Regions from separate parts of the Gossypium hirsutum genome. Here region 1 is linked to region 2. A link is a contact called in public Hi-C data. All regions are on one chromosome and are shown on one strand. The core of a region is the stretch at or near the end of the contact, and the rest is flanking DNA. Distances in the headings are between cores, read along the strand shown. Region 1 holds the start of LOC107946037 (probable protein disulfide-isomerase A6). Region 2 holds the start of LOC107946033 (probable beta-D-xylosidase 2).

What was found. A called contact is a pair of places that touch in the nucleus more often than the background predicts.
Region 1: a contact with region 2 is called in a Hi-C map of leaf, with 1.8 times the contacts expected there. The contact joins the promoter of LOC107946037 here to the promoter of LOC107946033 in region 2. A contact is called at or near these places in 4 of 34 Hi-C or Micro-C datasets (leaf and petal).

The regions. Positions count from the first base shown.
Region 1 is chrD12:43,969,564-43,975,782 of Gossypium_hirsutum_v2.1, reverse strand. LOC107946037 (probable protein disulfide-isomerase A6) reads right to left here and starts at 3,043. Exons shown (of 11, transcript XM_016880217.2): 1 at 2,636-3,043; 2 at 2,207-2,291; 3 at 1,986-2,083; 4 at 1,806-1,861; 5 at 1,542-1,659; 6 at 1,384-1,411; 7 at 1,204-1,292; 8 at 945-1,101; 9 at 734-858; 10 at 505-604. The coding sequence starts at 2,784. LOC121224137 (a long non-coding RNA gene) reads left to right here and starts at 3,957. Exons shown (of 3, transcript XR_005921676.1): 1 at 3,957-5,105; 2 at 5,187-5,279; 3 at 5,468-5,728.
Region 2 is chrD12:43,842,597-43,848,592 of Gossypium_hirsutum_v2.1, reverse strand. LOC107946033 (probable beta-D-xylosidase 2) reads right to left here and starts at 3,996. Exons shown (of 5, transcript XM_016880213.2): 1 at 3,492-3,996; 2 at 2,238-2,516; 3 at 1,273-1,442; 4 at 755-1,203; 5 at 1-667. The coding sequence starts at 3,902.

The DNA of each region.
Region 1 (6,219 bases), core at 1,794-4,293, 130 kb before region 2:
TGGATCCCAAATACTGGCAACCTCAAGCTCGACTTGAAACTCAAGGTTTTGATACTCAAGTTGAGCTAGGTTTTGATACTCAAGTTGAGCTCAATCGAACATCAATTTCTAAAATCGAGCTCGACTCGAAACAAAATTGAGCTTTGAGTAGCTCAATCTCGATTAACTCATTCACACTTGAGCTCCTTCAACATGAGGGTAAAAATGCAATTTCCTAATATAGAGATATATTGAAATGAATAGCTCGATTAGGCTCGTTAGCCATTCAAATCAAGCCATTATAGTGTTCGAATTCGGCTCGACTGATAGCTCGAGCTACTCAGCTCAATAATTACCGAATTGAATTCGAGTTTCTTCTAGTTGATCTCAAATAGCTTACAAACATTATTGTAAATGACCCTTATTAAGATATGGCAAAGATGATTCAGGGCACCATCCTGTTAATTAACTGTAACAGTCAAACCACTCACCATATGTACTTCTATTACAATAGTAACTCTTTACCTTGTCAAGCATGCGCTGCAGCCGCTCAATTTCCTTGTTGGGGTAGTCAGCACCTTTCTCTAAACAGCTTTTAGCAGCTTTCAAGTATATCTTTCCATGCCTGACAACCAGCAATATGAACATTTATACATAGAAATAATATTAGTCCTTTGACACAAAATTTTAAAATGGAAAATAGGTACTGATGAGTTCTCCTTTGGAGCTTAATATTGAAAAACTAAATGAATACCTCGCGGTAGAACCCTTGAGCTTCTCAACTTCCTCTTCAATCTTGGAGAAGACTGCTTTCTTCTCGTCGGCAGAAGCAGCCACAAACTCCTTCACTAATGCATCCAAACTTGACAAAATACCAGCCTATGCAAAGAAAAACGAGAACAATTAATCCATATAGAAGTATTGATGACAAATATGGTGTACCAGCCTACATATGAGCTACCAACCATTGAAGTTAACTGCCCTTTTGCATCACGACTGGTCCCACATTTCTCGTTGATGAAAGAAACAAAGTCATCTAAATCCCTGCCACCGTCGTAGTCTTCGCCAGCTTTGTTACCTTTAGGGAAGAATTTCAATGTTGGAAACCCACTTATTCCATACCTGCAACAAAAGCATAGGCCTTAAAACCCACTGATAACTCCCTAATTGTTAACAAACACTTCATAAAATAAAACCGAGCTTGTTGGATAACTCCATGCTTACTTTTCAGCTAGATCCCTGTATTTGTCAGCATCTAGATTAGCTATCACTACATCTTCCGATTTAAATGCCGTTGCTACCTTTTCATAGGTCTGTAGAGACAAAAACAAAGGTTTAGAATGCAGATCCCCACTTGTACCAAAAGAATAATGCCTACTTTATTAAACAAAGATAGATGCTTACAGGAGCAAGGTTTTTGCAATGGCCACACCTGGCAGAAAACCAACCCAGAACTTGGTCAAAACAAGTTCATATAAAAAGGGAGATGGAACTAGAAAAAGCCCTTCGGTTTCCCTCCAAAACAGTAATATTACCAACCCAAGAAAAAAAAACACGCTTACCAAGGTGCATAAAACTCAACCAACACATCTTTGGTTTCATCAAGGACAATCTCATCAAAATTATCCGCATTTAGCACTGCAACATTGGATGGCAAAGTGGCTATCTTCACATTAGTCCCTGTCAATACATCAGTTTAGCAAAATCATATTGTGTTTTGACTATTTTGGGTATCAATCTACATTCAGAAAGTCAACCACACACAAGAAAGAAGTAATGGCAGACCACAATAGGAAAATTCTTCGGAAGGAAAAAGACATATGTACCTTCTTCAGTGTTAACAAATTCAGCAAGTGCCTCAGCCGTGCGTGGTCCTTCATACCTAGGTAAAACAATTTTGATTTACTAAGACCATGGTTTAAATAAAAATATGAGTAAAAGAAACTAAACATAAAACAAGACCTAACTGTCAAAAGATCTGTTCCAACATGTTAATTTATACTCACTTTTTAGGTTCCAAAGAGCCTTTAGGAAACCATTGAACAGTTGGGTAGCCTTGAACACCATATTTGCTGCATAAACTCTTATGTTCATCACAATCCACCTACACATAGCAATAGCAAGAAAAAAACTTCATTATAGTAAAAAAATTTCACAATTCGAAAAGCCTCGATAAACAATAATTCATAAATCAACAAGCAAAGCTATGTAATTATAAATCACAAACCTTTCCAATCAAGACGGATTTAGCCTTCTTAAAACTTGCCCCGAGCTTCTCGTACTCAGGAGCTAGCTTCTTACAGTGTCCACACCTGTAGTCCGAAATCAAAATAACATATATTCAGAATATAACTAGCTGGATCTTAAGTTTTTTCCATAATCTAAATCCATACTCAGAAGTATACCAAATTCAAAACAAAAAAAAGAGGAATATCTTTAGCAACAATTCAGTGACCTAGAGAGTATGATCCTAAGAAACAAACATCAGAACCAAAAAAATGAATAAGAGAAAACAACCGATGTTCAACTATGACTTGCTGAAGATAGATCTAACGATCGATTAATGAGGATCTACTCTAAAATATCAAAAATATACAACATAAACACTAATCTAAAAAAGAAATGAAAAACAATAGGCGATAGAAAAATTATTTACCAAGGAGCATAGAACTCGATGAGAGCTCCTCTATCTTGACCAACTTCCTTATCGAAGTTCGCTTCGGTCAGTACGACGACGTCATCGGCCAAAGCTGAAGCTAACAACAAGGCCAGAGTTCCAAAGGCTAAACAGATCTGAGACTTCATTTTTTTTTCTCTCTTCTTCTTCTTCTTCTTCCTCTGTTTGAATCTCCCTCTGGTTTCTTTATTATAGCAAGTGCTAGCCGGTTGGTTTTTTTTTTTTAATTTCTACTTTTTTATATAAAATAAGTCTTTTCTTTTTGGATAAATTTATCCAAGGACGATACTTTGAAAAACAGGGACTATGTGATGACGTGGCGAATTTTGAATTGTTGAACTGAAAATCATGAGTAGTATATTGGTGTATTGTTGTACGATGATGCGCGGATATGATACGCTCCATGGCTATTGGTAAAGCGTAGGCTCAGTGACGTGTTTATAATGACGTGGCATGCTGTGATAGGTTCGATTGTCGTGGAGGAGTTTTAGGCTTGGAGCCGCCGTAGCCCAATACCTTTGTTTACAAAGGACTGTCTTAAGTCTTAACCCAATTAGTTATGTAGGATTGGGCCAAAACCCATTTTATATACTTTTCAATGAAAACTAAAAATAATAATAAAACCATTCTCCAATAAAAATGGTGTGGTTTTTTTAATTGGTATATTTACACATTTAATCCTCAACACTTACACATTCTTCCCATCAGAAATTGAAAATAAAATCCCCCATTATCTAATAGGTTAAGTTTATATCCAATAAGGAATAAAAGATGTAGAGATAAATATTATGAACTCATGAGTTGAATATGATTTATTTGTCATGGATTGAAATGTAAAAAAGAAGAAATTTGAATAATTAAAGGTTTAAAAAGAGAAGATTTGCTAAAGAGTCTGTCGTTCCACTCACTCCAAATGATATGTATAAATGCAGTCAATGGAAGTTTGAGAATGCAAACTATGAGAAACATTCTTTCAAGTTTGAGAATGCAAACTCTTGAAACCAAGTCCCAATAGGTCTTGTAATACCACAGAGAACCAAAATCAATCCCCAAAGCCTTCGGGAAAATTCACATTAAAAAAAGATATGGTCTCTTGTTTCAGTAGCAAAGGAACATGGAAGGCAGTTGTTATCAATGTTTAAGACTGTTAAAGTAGCTGTTAATAAAAGAAAGTTAGTTATTAGTTAGTCTTCTGTTAAGCTAACAGTTAGGTTGTTAAAGAAGTTACAGTACTCATCTGTTACTATAAATGCATGTATCAGCTCATTATAATTTTTCAATGAAGCTTATTATACTCATTCAATGTTATAGTTCTTGAGTATAATTCAACATTGTATCAGATGTCCATCTCATCCTGGGATTGATGTTTTAAGTTTTTGTTTTGTTGCATGGATCTACCATTAAGTCCATCCGTTGTTCAATCTGCTACTCCCACGATGGCGTCTAATTTCACCAATGGTGTTATTGATAGTAGGTTCTTCTCTACCAAGAAGGTTAGTATTCTTCTTGATGACTCCAACTACCTTTTTTATGGCGGCAATAGGTTCTGTTGGCAGTCAAAGCTTATAAGCTTCAAAGCTTTCTTGACTTGTATATTGTACCACCTCCTTCGATGGTTCCAGATGATGATGATGTGCCTCAAGAAAATGTTGAGTTCACTAGGTTTGAACAACAAGATAGTGCTCTTGCTTCCTGACTTCTGTCCTCGGTAAGTCAAGATGTTCTTCATCATCTCATTGGCCTCGACACCAGTGCTCAGATTTGGAATGCTATTGTGGCGTTATATGTCAGAAAACTACTTCTCGACTGATATTCTATCGTTGTGCCTTGCACTCTCAACGTAAGGGTGATTTGGCTATGAAAGAGTTCTTGTTGAAGATAAAGTCTTACTGTGATAATCTTGCTAGTTGTGGGGAGGTCATCAATGAACATAAACATATCACTGCTATTCTCAATGGGCTGCCATTCGAATATGAGTCAATTGTCTCAATCATTCTCGCTGGTCAACTTTCATACTGCGTTTAGAATGTCACAACCATGCTAATTGATGTTAAGGCTAGACAGCAAGTCACGATGGCTGAGATTCCTAACTCTGCCAATTTAGTTTCTCAACAACCTGAAGAGTCAGTTACTAATAATTCTGCACCAGCTTATCATCTAACAAATTCTCGTGGTTGTGGGCGAGGTCGTTCTTCTGGAGCCTGTGTTCAATGCCAGTTATGCGGAAAAATGGGACACCTAGTTGATCAATGCTATCACAGGTTTAACGCATCTTACAAAAGCTCTAGCTATAGGCCTTCATCACAAGCAAATATGTGCATGTATGCACTTGGCCCATCTCTCTAGACACTACTTGTTGTGCCAGTCATGCCACCTATGTTTCCACCTTCTCCGCCCACCTGGTCCTACCAGTCAACACCTACATCTAACTGGGCACGTCCTTTTGTTGGTGACCCCTTGCAACAGGCTTCATCTTTCTCTTCTACTGTCTTACAAACGCATGCTTTAATGGCTACACCTGACATTGTAGGTGACTCCGCTTGGTATCCTAACTCTGGGGCGACACATCACCTTACTCACTCTGCTGCCTTCCTCAGTGATAATCTGTCTCACAATGGGCCAAGTAAGGTTTATGTTTGAAATGGTAATGCTCTCCCTGTTTTATGCTCTGGTCAGTCCTCTCTGTTCACTAGGACACGACCACTTTACATGAAATATCTATTGTATACACCTGGAATAACTAAAAACTTACTCTCTGTATCCAAATTCACAAGAGACAACTTGGTAATGTTTGAGTTTCTCCCTACATAGTGTCAGGTACGCGACTTAAGGACCAAGGAGGTACTTCTTGAAGGCTCAGTGCACCATAGCTTGTACAAGCTTCATTTGAACGATGCTTTCAGAAATACTCAGCCTACTCGCACAGCTCACTATTTTACAACTAGTGCATTTGTTCCTCTAAGTGTGTAGCACTCTAGACTAGGGCATCCTTGTAAAAATACATTGCTCAAGGCTTTACAACATTGTAATGTGTCATTCGATGCCAATAAAGAATTGTTTACTTGTATTGCATGTCATCTAGGCAAGGAACATAAACAACCATTTCCTTCTTCAGTGTCTTAATATTCTGCTCATTTGCAATTGGTGGTAGCTGATGTTTGGGGACCAACTCCAGTATCTTCGAATGGGTTCCGTTACTACGTGGCCTTTACTGACGCCTGCACTAGATATACATGGTTTTATTTCTTGCATAAGAAGTCTGAGGTTCTAACTGTGTTTCCTCATTTTTACAGACAAGTCAAGCGAGTTTTTGGTTTACAACTTCAAACTTTGCAAACAGATGGAGGGGGTGAGTTTCAAGTTCTCAAGCACTATCTTGCTCAACATGGAATTATGCAACGATTCACCTGTCCTTACACCTCGGCTCAAAATGGTCTCGTTGAACATAAGCACCATTAGATTGTTAAATCAGGTATTTCCATGCTTGCACAGGCCTCCATGCCTGTAACCTATTGGAATGATGCTTTTAGCAGTGCTATCTACCTCATCAACAGACTACCTTC
Region 2 (5,996 bases), core at 2,747-5,246:
CCTAAAACGGTTGCATTTCCTGAACGGCGGTGGCCGTCTAGAGGGACTGTGACAACATGTGGTGCATTAACAATGGTGTGTACGAAGTTGGTGTAACTCAATCCGTGGCCAAATGGGTACACTACGGGACCTTTGTAGAACCTATAAGTTCTTCCAGGATAATTCCTACGCCGACTCGAACGCATGGCCATGTCCGTCATTGCCAAATTTGAAACATAATCTTGTGGGTACCATGTCATAGGCAACTTTCCCCCTGGATTGGTTGTACCATACAATACATCGGCTATAGCGGCCCCTCCTGCTTGGCCTGGATAACCAGCCCACAAAATGGCACCAATACGAGGGTCATTTTTAGCGAAAGAAACATCGATAGGCCCACCTGACATTAAAACCAGAACCGTCGGACCCTTGGAAGCCTTGGCTACTTTTGAAACAAGTTCCTGTTGGCGCCCTGGCAAAAGCAACCCTGTTCTATCTCTGAATTCGGCTTCAATCGATTGATCGAGCCCCATTACTAGAACCGTCGCGTCTGCTTGACGAGCAGCATCAATCGCGGCACTAAATAACTTGTCATCTCGACAAGCAACATTGGCACATCCGAGTTGGTGAATCGTTTTCACATAGCTCCCTATTCCTTGCAAAGGAGAAGTGTATCCACAAGCAACACCTAATCATTAAACATTAATACATAAGTTCAATTGTCCATATCCCATTAACAACAAAAGGAAACAAAATCATTATCATAATGGTGTACCCGCATAGTTTCCAATCATGCTAACAGTAGCATCGGAATTAGGCCCGATAACGGCAACCGTTCGGTGACGTCGATGAGACAAAGGCAACGAAACACCGCTGTTTTTAAGCAAAACAATCCCCTGTCTCGCAGCTTCCAACGCTAGCTCTTGGTTCGAAGGAGTGCACACGTCTTTCGGTCCTAACTTCCCAAACGGTTGCACAGACGGCTCACCGTCGAACATACCGAGTCTCATTTGAACTCTAAGGGTGTTAACTAAAGCATTATTAATATCAACCTCATTCAACAACCCTTGCTTCACAGCATCTTCACTATGTTGTGCCAAAAATGGTCCACAATCCAAATCCAAACCAGCTTTAATGGCATCAGCAGCTGCTTGTTCCGGTGTTGTTGTGTAATGTTGGGTATTATAAAACACACCAACTGAATCACAGTCTGAAACAATGTACCTGTAAAAACCAGACCAACATGAAAAACAGGGATCATTAAACTGATCTGTCTTAAAATGGTTGACTTACCCATCGAGTTTCCATTGACCTCGTACCGTGTTTCGCAGGAGATTAGGATCGGCACAGGTAGGGACACCATTAACTTCATTGTAAGAGCACATTACACTGGCTACATTGCCATCTTGTACACACATTTTGAAGGGTACATCAAATGTGTCCTCTATGTCTTGTTTGCTTACCTGCATAAACGTGTGAGAACCCACGTGAGAATCGAACAAGCCTGTCTTATTTTATTATTATAAATCTTTCCCTTTGTTTCATTGTCTGAAGTTTTTTTCTGGAAGGAACCGGACAAAAGCAGAGCATTTGGATAAAAAGATTTAATATATTTAAATGATATCAGACAAAGATTTAATTTAGACAGTCGAGAATATGCCATCCTTTGTGGTCCATATTTCAGCTTTCTTTATTTAAATTCATGATCTTATTGCGTTATAAATGCTACGTTTTACTCCACCATTTATTTCGTTTTATTAATGAATTATAATATTGAAAATCATCATTATCTCCGTAGGTATTAGATACATTCATTTCCGTTTCATCCCGTTTCAATTTAAAATTTAACAATATTAGTAAAAATTAAATTATAATAAATAAAAAAAACAAAAATGAAACAAGGTGGTTGAGGAGAAAATTGATTATTCCAGCTGGTAAAATCCCAAGTTTGGCCCCATTCACCTACATCTTCAAAACTACGGCTACAATTTCCAAGGTGATCTTATCACTAAAAATTAATGGTCACTATTTACAATATCCATACCCCCAGTCCATAATTGCACTACACCCATCAATATCATATGAAAGTTAGAAAACTAATAAAGTACATATCCTAGTAAAAAAGCTTAACAGTAAAATTGCTTCACAGATCCTTATATTGTAAGAATCTTATCAAATTAAATGGATCACTTTAATCCTTGCCCTTATAGTTTTGCAAGAGGGACCTTTTATCAGATTTTACCAAAAAGTGAACTGACCTGAGCATTAAAGTGGAACCTATCAACACCATTCCAGTTATCGAGATCATAGGCAGTGAAGTGCTTACAACACGCCGCCACTTTCAACCTATCACCGTCATTTCCCTGTAATCCCTTCACGTAATAGGCTGCATATGTACCGGCCAGAACCGGATCTTCACCAGGCGTCTCCTGTCCACGGCCCCACCGTGGGTCCCTAAATATGTTGACATTCGGGCTCCAATACGTGAGTCCAGCTGATCCACCGTTGTACATAGCCCTTGCCTCATCCGACACCACCTGCCGCCGCCCATCCCATAAAACACATTAATTATTTATATTATTTTTGTGGTAAAATTACGCTTGCAAGTTGCCTGGAATGCTATCCAATAATAATGATTCCACTTGATGATTTTGTGAACCAATCATAACACTGTGAAATGAGCAAATTGCGAGACATGGATCTTACCTTCTTTGTCTTGGAGTTCAAGAAAAGCATAAAGCTAGCCAGGACGTTTATAATCTTTAATCTATTTGTATCAAGTGTGAAACACAAATATCTAATACATATTTAAAAATTTAGTATATGATCATATTTGTTCTTAAAATTATTTATAACTCTTAATTTATAAATAGAAAGATAATACACTTTAACATATTTAAATTTACATCTTCTTATATAGATAATAATACACACTAATTAAATTAGGACTTAATCATCAAATTTAGAAGATGATGATAGCTTTATGGATAACATTACTTCATCTAATAATGCTGAGGTATGACTATCTGTCGAAGTATAATGAAATATAAAAAGAAATGAAGCATACTGCAATTTTTTAAATCCACAGTTGACAAAGCTGACATATCTACCAGTCTAATAGTAGAGGCTATGTCATACAAAGTTAACTTCTCAATGGCTCATAAAACTATCATTCAATCCACTTGTCACCTTTTTTCCCTAAAATAATTCTACATATACCCAATGATATAAAAGTCCAATTAAATATAATTATCATTACCGGTCTAAAACTTAATTGAATTGAGTTGAATTGTAATGAATTTACTGAGTTTATTTTTTTGTAAAATTATATATGTATAAGACCTTATAAATACGTATATATGCATAAAATTTACCTAACATGTCATATCAATTAATAATATTTATATCATATAAATATATAGATATCACTACTTAGGAGAGAGTGAAAAGTAATCAACAATATTATTTTAATTTTTTTAATCTTTAAGATGACAAAAAAAAAAAGAACTTACTCGTCCAATAGCTTCCCATAACGTAGCATTGAAAGAAGCAGCAGTCGAGATTACTTGAGGGAAGCTAGTAGCACCAGGGAATGCCCCACCGAACTTAGTCCCAGGACCCACATCAGAGACCCCATGAAGAGCTTCCGACCACCATTCATACCCTTTGATCCCCAACCGTGGAATTGGTGCCGCACCGTTTATCAACAACCTTACTTTTTCTTGCAACGTCAACCTCCCTACAAGGTCATTCACTCTATCCGACATCGGCATCGAAACCTTGCAAAAAGGAAAACCAGCCGTCACCGCATCTTTCGGGTCACAAGCAAATGGATCAACGGCTTCACCAAAAGCACACAAGAGAAGAAGGGAGAGGATAACGAATTGAGGTGGTGAAGGCAATGTGAGGCTGCCAATACCCATTTTCGTTTTTCTGAAATTGAAAGTGGGTTATTGTTTATGGTACAAAGGCTAATGAAGGGGAATTGTATGGTATTTATAAAGGTGGAAACTTTGGGCTAAACAATGGCAATTGGTAATGTAATGTAATGGGACTCAACTTTTTGATCATTACATGCCATGCCCACATGTTGCCTTTAAGGAAAAAAAATATATTAATCACTTGAATATTTTAGTTTTTAATTCTGAATTTTATTTATGGGCGCAGTAATATGTCACATAACATTAGTTAAAATAATTTTTATTTTCATAAAAAAGGTGGGAAGGAGTGATGTTTTTGAAAGTGCAAAAGTCCCATGTTACCACTGACACATTTTATTTATTTATTAAGATTTCACCGTTTGTAATTCTTTAAACAAAAAGAGATTTACGTCCAATTTTTATTATTGTTATCATTTTAAAATGAAAATAAATAATAGAATTGATGTTTGAGTATTAGCTTAATTGACATGAGTATTATTGCTTATGCAGGAGAACATGGGTTTGAGTGCGCTAAAGCGCAATATCCTCCTATTTAAGGGTGAGCGTTTGATCAAATCAAGTAAAAAAATTTTGAGTTCACAAATCCTATTTTATCATCCTAACATAATTTGAAAATTTTTGAATCAAGTGAAATTGTTCGAGTTAAATTAAAAAAAATTAAACATGTCAAATAAAAACATTGTTACTGTCGAAACCATTTTTTTTGAAAACAATAAATTTTAGGTTGTCGACTTAAAAAAAAAGAAAATGAAAGTTGGGAGTCGCCACCAATCTTTTATTAAGGTGTGATTGGGTCACCTAAAAACGACTTTGGTCTACGAATTTTAGAAGAACGGGTCCGGGAGTCGATTACGTATGAGGAAGGATTAGCACCCTCATTACGCCCAAAAATTGGTACATAGTTAATTAATTAATGTCTTAAGGTCGAAAATTTTAAAAATATAATCTTTAAAAACTTAAAACGTTGCATATTAAGACCCTTTTCAATTTAGAGAAGCAAAAATGCCACACCCAATACGTTAGGGCACAACATTCTAATTTCCCCCAAAATGAATTAGATCAGAATACTTATACAATAAAACTTTAAAAGAACATCCACTCATCCAAGATTTAAGAAATCACACCCAATACGTTAGGGCATGATCCCTTTAGAATCCTAAACTTGGAATATTTCCTTTACTTTAAAAGAACATCCACTTATCCAAGATTTAAGAAATCACACCCAATATGTTAGGGCACAATTCCTTTAGAATCTCAAACTCGGAATATTTCCTTCATGATTTTTAAAAAAAATATTCATTTCGAGAAATCAATGCGTCACATCCAATACGTTAGGACACAACGTGTTGAATTCCCAATAATGAGTTTTTATTTTAATTAAAAGAATATCCATTTTGAAAAAGTTTGATTTTAAAAATCGAGTAAAAAATGTAATGTTATGCTATATTAAATATATAATGCAATAATAAATACTACGATGGCATAGAAATAATGCAAATATATGAACAAATAAGTAAAATAATGGCCTGCAAAATATCAAATAAATGGACAAGATAATAAAAAATATATGTAAACATAAATTAATAGACAAATAACTGAAATAAATAAAAAATATATACATACATCCATGAAAATATATAAGTTTAAAATAATTAAGATAATATCAAAATTAATAAAACATGTGTCTAAAATATACGAAAAATATTAGTTTTTTTAAGGTGTAAATACATGCAAAAGAAACATATTTATATATATACATATAATAATAATAATTTCATAAAAAAATTAGAAATACTGATTTTAAGAAAAATATGAGAAAGGACTAAATTGGGTCGGAAGTAAAAAAACAAGGGTAAATCCGCAAATAAATAAAAGTAAAAGGATTAATTTGAACGCGTGAATTACATAGAGGGGCTGGAAGGGAAATTTTCCCTTCTCCTCTAAAACAACGCCGTTCAACTTAGACCCAATTGAAATAAAAATAAATAAAAGGGTAAATTAAGAAAAAAAAACTTAATTACAAAAACATTAAAAGGCGGAGGGGCTAAATAAAATAAATAAATAAAATTCGCAGTG